Linked DNA regions of Sus scrofa: region 1 is linked to region 2. Evidence: chromatin contacts called from public HiChIP or PLAC-seq data. All regions are on one chromosome and are shown on one strand. The core of a region is the stretch at or near the end of the contact, and the rest is flanking DNA. Distances in the headings are between cores, read along the strand shown.

Region 1 (6,351 bases), core at 3,567-6,066, 220 kb after region 2:
TTTCCGCTGAGCCATAACAGGAACTTCTGACCTTGTTTTTACTGTGCCTTATTTATCTTTATAGAACATGATTACAAGGGAAAGTGAAACATCTAATAGCAAATCACTTGATGAAGATTTTTCTTTTTTTTCAGTTTTTTCTTTTTTAAAATTTCTTTTCTAAAATTATTTTTTGTTGAAGTGTAATCGACACACAACACATTAGTTTCTGGTGTACAAGTTAATGATTGGATATTTGCATATGTTGCAAAATGATCATCACAGTGAGTCTAATTAACATCTGTCACCGTACATAGTTGCAGATTTTTTTTCTTTCTTGTGATGAGAACTTTCAAGATCTATTCTCTTAGCAACCTTCAAATAGGCAAGACAGTATTATTAACTCTAGTGATCAGGCATTACATCCCCACGACTTATTTTATAACTGGAAAATTGTACCTTTTGACCCCCTTCACCCTTTCATTCACCCCCCCACCCCACCTCTGGCAACCCCCAACCAGTTTGCTGTGTCTATGAACTTGGTGTTTTGCGGTTGTCATTTTAGATTTTGTGTATAAGTGAGATCATACACTATTGGTCTTCCTCTGTCTGACTTCTGTCACTCAACATTATGCCTCCAGGCTTATCTGCTGTCACAAATGGCAAGATTTCATTCTCTTTATGGCTGAATCATATTCCATTGTGTGGAATGTATAAATACACACACCACATTTCTTTATCCATTTGTCTATCAATGAACACTTAGGATATTTCCATGTTTGTCTATTATAAATAATGCTGCTATGAACATGGGGGTGCATATATCTTTTTGCATTAATGTCTTCATTTTCTTTGGACGAATACCCAGAAGTGGAAGGTAACTCTCTTTTTAGTATTTTGAGGAAACTCCATACTGTTTTCCATAGTGGCTGCACCAATTTACATTCCCCCCAGCAGTGCACAAGGACTCCCTTTTCTCCAATCCTTGGCAACATTTGTTACCTCTTTTAATTTGGATAATAGCCATCTAACAGGTGTGCAGGTATATTGCACTGTGGTTTTGATTTGCATTTCCCTGATGATAAGTGATACGGAGCATCTTTTTCTGTACCTGCTAGTCATCTGTATGTCTTCTTTGGAAAAAGCTCTATCTGGATCCTCTGCCCATGTTTTAATTGGATTGTTCATTTGTTTTGCAATTGCATCCTGTGGGTTCTTTATATAGTTTGGATATTATCATATATGTGATTTCCAGATATTTCTGCTCATTCAGTAGGTAGCCGTCTTTAGTTGGGCACCCAGCACTTTCTACTCACGTTCCTCCATGCTCTCTTGAGCTACCTGTCTTTTTTTAGGCACCTAAGTGTCATCTCAGGAAAGAAGTTTGGTGCCTGGGGAAATACTTGGCCAATTATAAAGCTTCTTATATGTTTAGTTTCTATTGCGTTCAATCCCATATTGATCTCCATCCCCTATCTGCCACTTTCTGTGGCACATGTGCGGAGAGACTGACCTGAAAATTAGGACTTCTGGAGCAGTTCCCAACTCCATCACTTTCTCTCTCCTGACTTCTTCCCAGACTTCAAAATCCTCATTTGTAAAATTGGAATAATAATATCCTAGGTGGCAAAAACCCTGAGAATGCAGGGCATAAACATGTTTAATAAATATGAATATGTTGGGATATGCCCCTGAATCCAGGACTGTGGGTGACGTCCCTAGGTGCTTTTGCCTTCATGGGCCCCTTCATAAAAAAAATTAAAAAGGACTATTTTAGAACTATGTCAGTATAATGATAACTATATTAATATCATAAATTGAAACAGTTTCCTTAACTGAAGAGTTTATTTTTCTTCTGATGTCAAAGGAATGGAAACATCTCCACGGGCTTCTAAATGTATTGTGGGCCCTCAGCATTGTATGTGATTGATAAATCTGCCCAGCTCACATCACAAAATCTCCACTGGTGTATCTTTTCATGTACCTCTGGCTATCTGACTTTGCTCTCCCTTCTCTATCCGGGAACAGCTGTTGTTATTTTTCCATTCTTCTCTCTTCGCTTCCTTTTTTGCAGGATTTTTTTTTTTTTTTTTTTTTGGTGGATAGAAGTTGCCTCTTCTCTTCACACTCTCTTACGTTTGTCAACTCTGATGTCAAGGCACACAGGCTCACAGACACAGAACTAAATAGACTGACAACAGAGATGAATTGTACAGCACAGGGAATTATAGCCATTATTGTAATAACTTTGAATGGAATATAAGCTATAAAAAGACTGAATATGCTATACACCTGAAATTCATACAATATTGTAAATCAACTGTATGTCAATTTTAAAATTTAAAAAAATAAAATTTTGGAGTTCCCATGGTGGCTCACCAGGTTAAGAACCCGACTAGTATCCATGAGGACCTGGTTCAATCCCTGGCCTTGCTCAGTGCGTTAAGGATCTGGCATTGCCGTTAACTGTAATGTAGGTCTCAGACACAGCTCAGATTTCACGTTGCTATGGCTGTGGCGCAGGCTGGCAGCTACAGCTCCAATTCGACCCCTAACCTGGGAAATTCCATATGCCACGGGTGCAGGCCTAAAAAGACAAAAAATAAAATAAAATATTTAAAAATTATTGCAGAGTTCCCTTGTGGCTCAGTGGGTTAAGGATCTGGCATTGTCACCCTAAGGTTTTGATCCCTGGCCTGGAAACTTCCACATGCCACAGGCACAGCCAAAAATAGAAAGTAAGATTAAACACTCTCTGAAGAAAAAAAATATCAAAAACTGTTCTGGGAGCATGGAGGATGACTCAGGTTGAGTCCAGGCTACTATCCTCTACCGTCTCTGGAGACTCTTCTCAGTGAATCAGAACCACTTCTAAATGGAGAGGTTTCTGGAGTCCTGAGCACCAAATTTTAAAAACGATTTTTATTAGACTGTGGGAATTGGGTGATTTTTCTCTTTCCTCTTGGTAGTTTCTATATTTCTTGCATTTTTAGGTGAGCATCATTTTTAATAAAAAGGATAAAAGTATTAAAACTTAATAAGGATCAACAACTGTCTATTTTCAGAATAGGCACAGACCCATATTCTGTTTATCCATTCCAGAACAGGCCCTTGGTGTTGAAAGCACACCCCACTAAACCACACCCTGAGATAGTCCCTTTCCAGACTGATTCTGGGTTTGGCTGTATGACCTACTTTGGCCAATGGAATAATAGCAAATATGCTGCAGGCAGAGGTTTAAATAACTGTTTTCTTTCCTTTTTTTTTTTCCCTCCACACCTGAAACATATGGACATTCCTGGGCCAGGGGTCGAATTAGAGCTGCAGCTGCCAGCCTACACCACAACCACAGCAATGCAGGGTCTGAGCCACATCTGTGACCTACACCGCAGTTTGAGGCAAAGCTGGATCCTTAACCCACTGAGCGAGGCCAGGGATGGAACTCACATCCTCACGGACATCATGTTGGGTTCTCAACCCACTGAGCCACAACAGGAACTCCTAAATAACTGTTTTCTTGAAAAACCATGTTTTGGGTTGGAGATCAAGGCACATCTTTCCATAAGACGTTCATGTTTCTCTTAGTCAATGCAACCACCAGAGAGAAAGAGAAAGGGAGACGTTGTTTGCTTTTTTTTTTTTTTTTTTTTTTTTTTTTGCTTTTTAGGGTCACACCCATGGCATATGGAGGTTCTCAGGCTAGGGGTCAAATTGGAGCTACAGCTGCCGGTGTACACCACAGCCACCGTACCTCAGGATCTGAGCCTCGTCTGCCACCTACACCACATGTCGGATCCTTAACCTACCGACAGCCACACTCGATCCTTAACCCACTGATCGAGGTCAGGGATCGAACTCACAGCCTCATGGTTCCTCGTTGGATTCGTTTCTGCTGCGCCATGATGGGAACTCCGCATTTTTCTTTCACACATTTTTCATTTGCTAACACCTGAAAGTGTAAAAAAACTTCTCCAAGTGCCTCAGTAATTAAAAAGGAGTTAATATGCGAAGACCCAATAAGCTGAATATTTTTCTCAGTGGGTGGCCTTGCAAATACACACCCACAGAGCCGCTCTGATCTCGCCACCATATGGTCCTCATTTTCTGTATCTATTTCTATTTATGTTAACCCAAGAATTCTGCCACTGTAAGGCGGCTGACTAACCTTTTGCCCCTTGTTTCTCTCTTGCATGAAACACAGGGCTTAGCCTGAAACATTTCTTGGGTGCTGTTTCCTTCAGTTTTCCTCACATGGAAAAAAAAAAGGAGTTCAAGGCTAGGATGCTTAGTAAAAAATTACATTCGCATGATTATTTTCTTTTCAGTATTTCCATATCTCAGGATTGTCGAACTCCTTTTCCTTGTGTACGTCATTTATTTAAAGCCATCACCTTACTATCTCTTTTTCCTCCAAGGGAGCAAGCAAAGGATCCTAAACAGGTTTTGCACATAAAGAATCAGATTCAGTAAACAGTCCAGCAACTGCTGAGCGCCCACTGGGGGCCTCACTTCCCACTGGATGTTACAGGAAGTTATAAATGGTTCCTGAAACTGAGAAGCCTGCTGCCTGAGTGTCCTTGCGTTCCCCAGTCTCAGGGCGGGTGGGGACCGTGGGGACCTGGAGAGCACAGGCTTGGGCGGAAAGGGCAGCTGCTTCTCAGCCTCAGCCAACTGTCACCACGTGGAAATGAACGCCCTGTCTTGCCAGCTCTGCTCGATTTCCCCAGAAAGCTAGAAATCAAGATTTTTTTGTATGAACGCTCTCCCTTGAAAAAGTTGTCAACTAACAAATTCAAACTTTTTAGAAACACTGTGCGAGCCAAAAAAAATGTGCGGGCCAAATCGAATAAGTCTGCAGGCCTGGCTTGGCTTGTGGCCTGCCAGTCTGCACCTTCTGCTTTACATTATAAACTCCCTCCAAACTTAAAAATTCTTCCATTCAAAATGACTTGGTGACATTTATAATGATCCGTGTATATTTTCTGGAGAAAAACCTTCAATAAGGCTGCTTGTATGCAGATTCTAAACAGCAAAACCTGATATTGTGGTCATTTAGTACTACGGGGCAAAAGAACTTTTTGACAGAATTTTCTGCTTCTAAATAGTGTGCATATTATGTAGATGCCGCCTAAATTATGTACGGATCAAGTCTTAACATCATAGTTTCCAAGACTGAGTTTCTATCAGCATTCCCCCCCCACCCACCCACCACACAAAATGCTATCCCATAACAAAAAATGACCCCTGTTAAGGATTATTTTGGGTTCCTGCAGGATTATTATTGCTGGAAATAACAAGTGGTTGGCAAGGATGTGGAGAAACTGGAATCCTGGTATACTCTTGGTGGGAATGTAAAATGATGCCCCCGCTATGTAAACAGTACAATGGTTCCTCAAAAAATTAAAAATAGAACTATCATATGATCCAGCAGTTCCACTTCTGAATTTATATATATATCCAGAAGAATTGAAAGTAGGGTCTCAGAGAGATATTTGCACTCCCATGTCGATCGCAGTGTTACTCACAATGACCAAAAGATGGGAGCAGAGTTCCCATCATGGCTCAGCAGAAACGAATCCGGCTAGTGTCCATGAGGATGTAGGTTTGATCCCTGGCCTCGCTCAGTGGGTTAAGGATCTGACAGTGCCGTGATCTGTGGCATAGGCCAGTGGCTACAGTTCTGACTTGACCCCTAGGCTGGGAACCTCCATATGCTGCAGGTGTGGCCCTAAAAAAACAAAAACAAACAAACAAACAAAGGTGGAAGCAACCCAAGTGTCCATCAACAAATGAATAGATAAGCAAAATGTGCATATACACACAATGGAATGTTATTCAAGGAACTCTGGCACGTGCTACAACTTGGATGAACTTTGAGGACATAATGCTGCGTGCAATAAGCCAGTCACAAAACGACAAATACTGTATGATTCCACCTATATAAGGTAACTAGAGTAGTCAAATTAATAGTAACAGAAAGTAGAATAATGATTGCCAGGGGCTGGGAGGAGGCAGAAAGGGGTAGTTGTTGTTTAAGTGGTGAATTAACCAGGGTTCTCCAGAGAAACAGAACCAATGTGATGTTTATAGACATCGAGATCTAGCTGAAGGAAATGGCTCATGAACTTATGGAGACTGGCAAGTCCAAAATCTGTAGGGTAGACCCTCAGGCTGAAGACCTAGGAAAAAGCCGAAGTTGCAGTTTAAATCTGAAGACTGGCCGTGGACAGAATTCCTTCTTATTTGGGGAGGTCAGTCTTTTATTCTATTCAGGCCTTCACGTAGTTGGATGAGGGCCGGCCACATTGAGGAAAGCAGTCTGCTTTACTCAAAGTCAACCAATTTAAATACAAATCCCATCCAACAACACTC
Region 2 (5,879 bases), core at 591-3,090:
TTGGATTCGTTACTGGTGAGCCATGATGGGACTTCCTTGGATGGAATTATTAACAGGACACCCTGTCACTCTCAAAAGTGTCCTGGTTTGGGCAATAAACTTTATGGTCATCTGAACTATAAATAATAATGAATTAAATTCAGTAAAGATATGGGTCTGGGGTCTGAAAGTCCAAGAAAGTAGTCACGCGGCAGAGGAGAGACGTGCGGAAGCAAGTTGGCAGGTTAAGCCTCCACACCCCAGCTGCCCTAAGATGACAAGGCTCAGGTGCCTCTCTCTGGGCTGTGTGGCATCCCAAAGGACAGGCTCTGCTCTCTGCCACGTCTCCCCACCCCCACCCTAGTCCTGGCTCCTTCTCTTCAGCAATACTTCAATATGAAGATTTCTACTGGGGACAAGGAAAGAATCAATATGCAGAAGGACGATCTTATATTTAAACAAGCCTATGTGCAATTCTTCCTTCTTGTGTGAGAGGTTGATTATCCAGCTGCAAGAACTAGGATTTGCAAACTGTAGGCCTAACTCAAGTCAGATGTAGGAAGGGGGTGAGGCTGAGGAATGCCTTCCTCTTAATATCTCTTTCCATGTTTCAGTCTATTTCTATCCTAGGGAAACCAGAAACGTGGGAGCACTGACTCTTGTGGGGGCCCTTTTCCTCAGCACACTGATAAGGTCACTCCTACTTGGCAACTTGAGAGAATGACTAAAGCTGCCCTTTAAGGGCTGATCCCAACTGGCTGATTTGAATGATAAGAATCTCCTTTGAAAGAGGAGCCCCCTGTTAGAACCCTTCCTACACACACATAAATTGTTGACTGGAATCATTTAAAAATCAGACTTGAGTCAGTCCTATATTCTAAGAGTTCTAACCCTGGTTAAAGAAAACAAACCAACCCTGAGCTCTGCCACATCACCTCTTCATGTGCATCCTGGGGGCGGAGGGACGCAAGGAGGGCTCTGAGGGCATTCACCATACCTCTCTACCCACTGAAAAATCACTAATAATTGCTGTGTGTCTTTAAAAGGAGGAAGCTTTCTTCCTGCCTTTTCTTGACCTTTTGGGAGGAAAAAAGTCAGATTTCTGCCTCTTTTTTTGGTGATGTAAAACCTCCACTTTTCGAGGCATTTATGCATCTCTTTCTTTAAAAAATGTATCACTTTTCTAGTCTACAGAGAAACTAAACTAACAAGTGTTAGAAGGTATCTTTGTTTTAGGAAACATTTGTGATTCTGAGACTGGACTCAGCTTTTCTGGGTTACCGAGGCACAAGGAAAAGGAATGAAAAAGAAACAGCTAAAATGGGAGGGAGGGGCTGAGTTTTGGAAAGCACTCCCGCACACCCTCTAGATCTGAGACTCTGAATACTCTTTGCAATTCTATGACCAAGTCATCAGTGTAGTCTAGTGACCAGACTAAGGCTGAAAAGGTTGTGATCTGCCAAATGTTCATGAACAAGGTTTTGTTTTTTTGTTTTTTATTTTTCTCAAACAAAACACACAAGAGAGTTCTAATAACAAAGCTACCAGGTCTCTGCCTATGTTTATCCACAGAGACATGATAGCAAATAAGCCAGCTGTGACCCCATGGTACACAAATGCCCTTTAGCTCTGAAGACTCGGAAAACGAATTTAGGTAAGGGTCCAGAGGTCTGAGCTCTAGCTCTGGCTGCAATGATTATTACTTTTGTGACTTTGAGCAAGTCTCTCAGTTTCCTAGCATCTCAAATTCCAAGGGCCTTCCTGCCTGAAGCTGTGCCATCCGCTGACTGCTGCAGCTCCTGCCTTGGGGACATCTGGAGCCTCGGAGTTCAGTGCCAGCCCCCATCCCAGCGGGTTTCAGGTCAGCCAGTGAGGTCACCCATGAGCGGGAAGGTGGCTCAGAGCCAACGCCAACAGGAGGATGGCCTGAGAGTAGGTTCAGCATTTAAAAACAGGTCAGGTGGGGGCAGGAGGAGGGAGAGCAGGCGGCCAGGCTGCCAGAGCAGCTGTGCCCAGGATAGTATCTACCCTAGACAGATGTCCCCAGATACAGTGTGTGTTCAGTGACCTTCTAAACAGAAGCATTTCCAGGAGAGAGTGGAGGAGAGGGTAAGACCACTTAAAAGTTAATAGTATACGCACTCATGAAATAAAATGCCTTACCCTCAAGATACGTCCGAGAAAATACACTGAATGAAGAAAAAAGCGTCTCAGAACCTTCCACGGAGGTTAAATTTTAATGCAAACATAGCCCCAAATCCCTGAGAGGTGGCCCTTTATCTTTCTGCCTGCTTACTGGTGGGGCGGCAGAGGGAAGGTTTGCAGTGATATTAGATAACGTTCCCTGGGTAGCACATACACGCCCATTGAATACTGACCCCGGGCGAGGCTCTGGGTGGGCACGGCAGGTGTAAATGGGCAGCCATGGTCTCTGTGCACGTGGAGCTCACGGCAGATCCCTGAATTCTCTCAGCAGATGAGGAAGCGGGCCCAGCCCAGCTCTGGGACACGTCCAAGGTCACGCAGCTGCTGAGCCGAGGGCCAGAGTTTGGATCAAGGTCTGCTCATAACCACCAGACTACAGCACTCAGTGCCACAAAACTGAAAAGACAGAGTGGAGGTTGCTTTTAAAATTCTCTTTCCAGTCTTCGGTTGAATTTTTTTGAGGGACCATCTTTTTAAAAGTTACTGTGATTTTTGCCTAAAGGTAGCAACTTTGTATTTATTTTTGAGGAGTATATTAATTACTCTTGAGTAGAAATACATGAATGGAAGACAAATATATGAAGAAAAAAAATTTTTTTGTCTTTTTTTTTTTTGTCTTTTCTAGGGCCGCACACCCGCAGCATATGGACGTTCCCAGGCTAGGAGTCTAATCAGAGCTGTAGCCTCTGGCCTACACCACAGCCATAGCAACGCCAGATCTGAGCCAAGTGTGCGACCTACACCACAGCTCACAACAACACCAGATCCTTAACCGACTGAGCAAGGCCAGGGATCGAACCCGCAACCTCACAGTTCCTGGTCGGATTCATTAATCACTAAGCCACGACGGGAACTCCAGCGAAGAAAATTTAAACAGAGAAATGAACTGTATTCAATCAAAGTATCTGCAAAAATCTTCCATTTACCTTAAAAGGGCCTAAATCAACTTCTGAGAACCCAACCTCCTAGATAATCCAGGCCAATGAGTGTCCCTTTTTGTACCACAGACAAGTCCCCTGAAATACATCTTATCTGTGAGATTTATGCCTCCACAGGACATCCGCTAAGACTCCATAACCTACTGCAGATTCCTGTTCCCACCTATCTTTCGGGGTCACTGTCCTTTCAACCCTGCTCTTCACCCAGCTACCTCAAGCTTCTAGCAGTTTCCATCTGCTGGGTCATTCCTCCTGTACCTTTGCTCACTGACATACTTCCAAGTGTCAGTTCCAATGTCATCTTCTCCATGGGGTTCTTCTTGGTTTTTCTCCCCCCTCCCTCTCCAGTGGAAATGAACTCTTTGTGCCCCATTGCGGCTTAAATCATCGCAGCATCTACAACATTTTGTTGCTAATTTGACTTTACTTCCCCCAGACCATAAGCCCCTTGGGAGCAGAACTGAGTTTTCTTTCTTCTGTATCATCCAGTGCTCGGCATATAATAGGTCCCTAATAAATGTTTTCTCAATCAATGTATATTTGTGAATTGCATGACTCTTCTTGAACTGCTTGTTATAAGCTGATCAATATAGATCAGTCTTCCTCAAAGTACAGCCCTCAGGCTTTTGCATCTGAATTAGCCAGACACTTATTTAAAAGGCAGATTCCTGTACTTCACCCCAGACAAAGCAAATCAGACCTCCAAGTCGGGAATATAGGAATACAGCCTGGGTGGGGAAGATGAGGGGTACTTTATTTGTTGCCAACACAATCCCAGACCTCTTGCACCGTCTATGTCTCTAACCAGTTGTGGAACTTGAACTTAAATTTTCTCACCTGAAGTCAGATTTCTAGAAATCATCCCTTTTCACCTCTAAAACTCTATACAGTGTCCGTCTCAACTCTCAGATATTCAGATTAAATTGGAATAATATAGAGGAGGTCCTGTCGTGGCTCAGTGGTAATGAATCTAACTACTATCCATGAGGACTCGGGTTCAATCCCTGGCCTCGCCTGATGGGTTAAGTCTCCAGCATTGCTGTGAGCTGTACTGTAGGTCGTAGAAGTGGCTCAGATCCTGTGTTGCTGTGGCTGTGGTATAGGCCAGCAGCTATAGCTTCAATTTGACTCCTAGCCTGGGAATTTCTATGTGTCACAGGTGTGGCCCTTAAAAGCAAAAGGAAGGAAGGAAGGGAGGGAGGAAGGAAGGAAGGAAGGATTTTTTTTTTAAAAAAAGAAAAATATAGAAGAGACCAGCATGGCCTTATACTAATTTGAGAAGAAAATTCACAAAGTCTCCGGGTTTTGTGGTCAGGCGGCATGGTGCTAGGAAAAAGCATTGGCTTCGGACAAGAAGCCCAGGGTCCTTGTTGCATGAATTCAGGCATGAACCTGTTTCTCGGCAGGGCTATAAGGGACAAGCTCTAGGAGGTGGCATGTGGCCAGCTCTCAAATGCAAGCCCCTCCCTCCACCTCCTCTTCCATCCTTACCCAAGTTGCTTTCTTTTGCCAAGTATTTATTTGCTTAACTACCACAGACGGAAGGTGTGATGTTACTAGAGACTACATAGTTTGTTAGAGGTAGAAAAACTTCAGGGTGTCAGCTAAAAATACCAGGAGAGGAAAAAGTCCTTCCTAAGGCACACAGGAAGTTTAGCAACAGTTAGAGGTGGGTTTCAGTTGTGGACTTCTGAAGCTGGAGGAAGTCTCCTACAGTCATTTACTAGCCGACTGATGGGGAATTTAGTCTTTATGCCTCACTTCTTACCAGGAAAATGGGAATAGGAGTACTTCTTCCAGCTGTCTTTTTTATTTAATATTTATACTGTGCTTATATGTGCCAAGGGCTGTATCAGTCCATATCAAATGTTAACTCATTTTATCCTCAGAACAACTCTGATCTAGGCACTGCCATGACCTCCACTTTATATGGATGTTAAGTGGATATTACGGCAGAGGGAGATTAAGGAAGCTGCCTGTGAATATACAGCCAGGAACCAGTGGAGGCGGAATTCAAACAAGCAGGCTGGTTCCAGAATCTCAGCTCTTCACCACTGCCTGATGGTGTCTGGCAGGGTTGAGCAGGCTAGTTTTAACGAGGTCCTGGGTTATGGTCAGCACTCAGTGAGGAATAGCTACTTCTATACCTAAAGCCGTCCACCTAGCCTGCCTAATCATCTACCAGATGCTACTGATATGGAAATGGCCATCCCCAAGTGTCACACCAGGCAGCTTGGCTTCGTGTATAATTGCAGCTGAATGCCAATTAGTTTTCATTCCACGTTCAAATTTAATTCTGTTAAATATATTCCAGGAAACGGACACTTGCTGTCTAATGACGAAGATGGACCAATGGGACATAAATACAAATAAAATCTCCAGAAACATTTGAAGCACAGGTATGTGGACTCTCAATCTTCTTTTATCAACTCCCAATTCAAGCAGCTGGTGCATGTATGCATTTTGGATCAAATGCTCTACTACAGAAAAATTTGGATACCTCGCCCCTTTTGTCAGAGAGAAAACTGATTAAGGGGGAAAAAAGCAGCTTCTTTGGGGAAGCCGTAGTGTGATGGGTAGCAGCATGGATTTTGCTGTTAGACTGCAGTTTGAACACTGGCTCCCTCCTTGCAAGCCATGGGGCCATTTACCTAAACTGCATCTCAGTGGCCCTGGGGTGGGCACCTCTCTCTACATCTAACGGCTGCTGTCAGGATGAAATGAGAATACTTGTGAATCAATAAGCCCAGTGCCTGG

The links. HiChIP or PLAC-seq counts read pairs in DNA pulled down with a chosen protein or histone mark.
Region 1: a contact with region 2 is called in an H3K27ac HiChIP or PLAC-seq map of skeletal muscle. The contact joins two enhancer-like sites. A contact is called at or near these places in 2 of 47 Hi-C or Micro-C datasets (embryonic fibroblasts and epiblast stem cells) and 1 of 2 datasets of contacts at active chromatin or transcription factors (skeletal muscle).

What each region holds. Positions count from the first base shown.
Region 1 is chr8:83,157,010-83,163,360 of Sscrofa11.1, forward strand. No RefSeq gene overlaps it. Among named protein-coding and RNA genes, the nearest start is that of OTUD4, 81 kb to the right of the region's middle. Within about 2 kb of position 4,817, at least 4 of the 83 cell types and tissues checked have an H3K27ac peak or open chromatin away from gene starts, as enhancers often do. A contact at or near this core is called in skeletal muscle, where this site is marked.
Region 2 is chr8:82,939,676-82,945,554 of Sscrofa11.1, forward strand. All of the region lies in intron 2 of SMAD1 (SMAD family member 1), which reads right to left. It overlaps LOC102165892 (a long non-coding RNA gene), which reads left to right. Exons shown (of 8, transcript XR_002346753.1): 7 at 5,437-5,521. Among named protein-coding and RNA genes, the nearest start is that of SMAD1, 45 kb to the right of the region's middle. Within about 2 kb of position 1,841, at least 22 of the 83 cell types and tissues checked have an H3K27ac peak or open chromatin away from gene starts, as enhancers often do. A contact at or near this core is called in skeletal muscle, where this site is marked.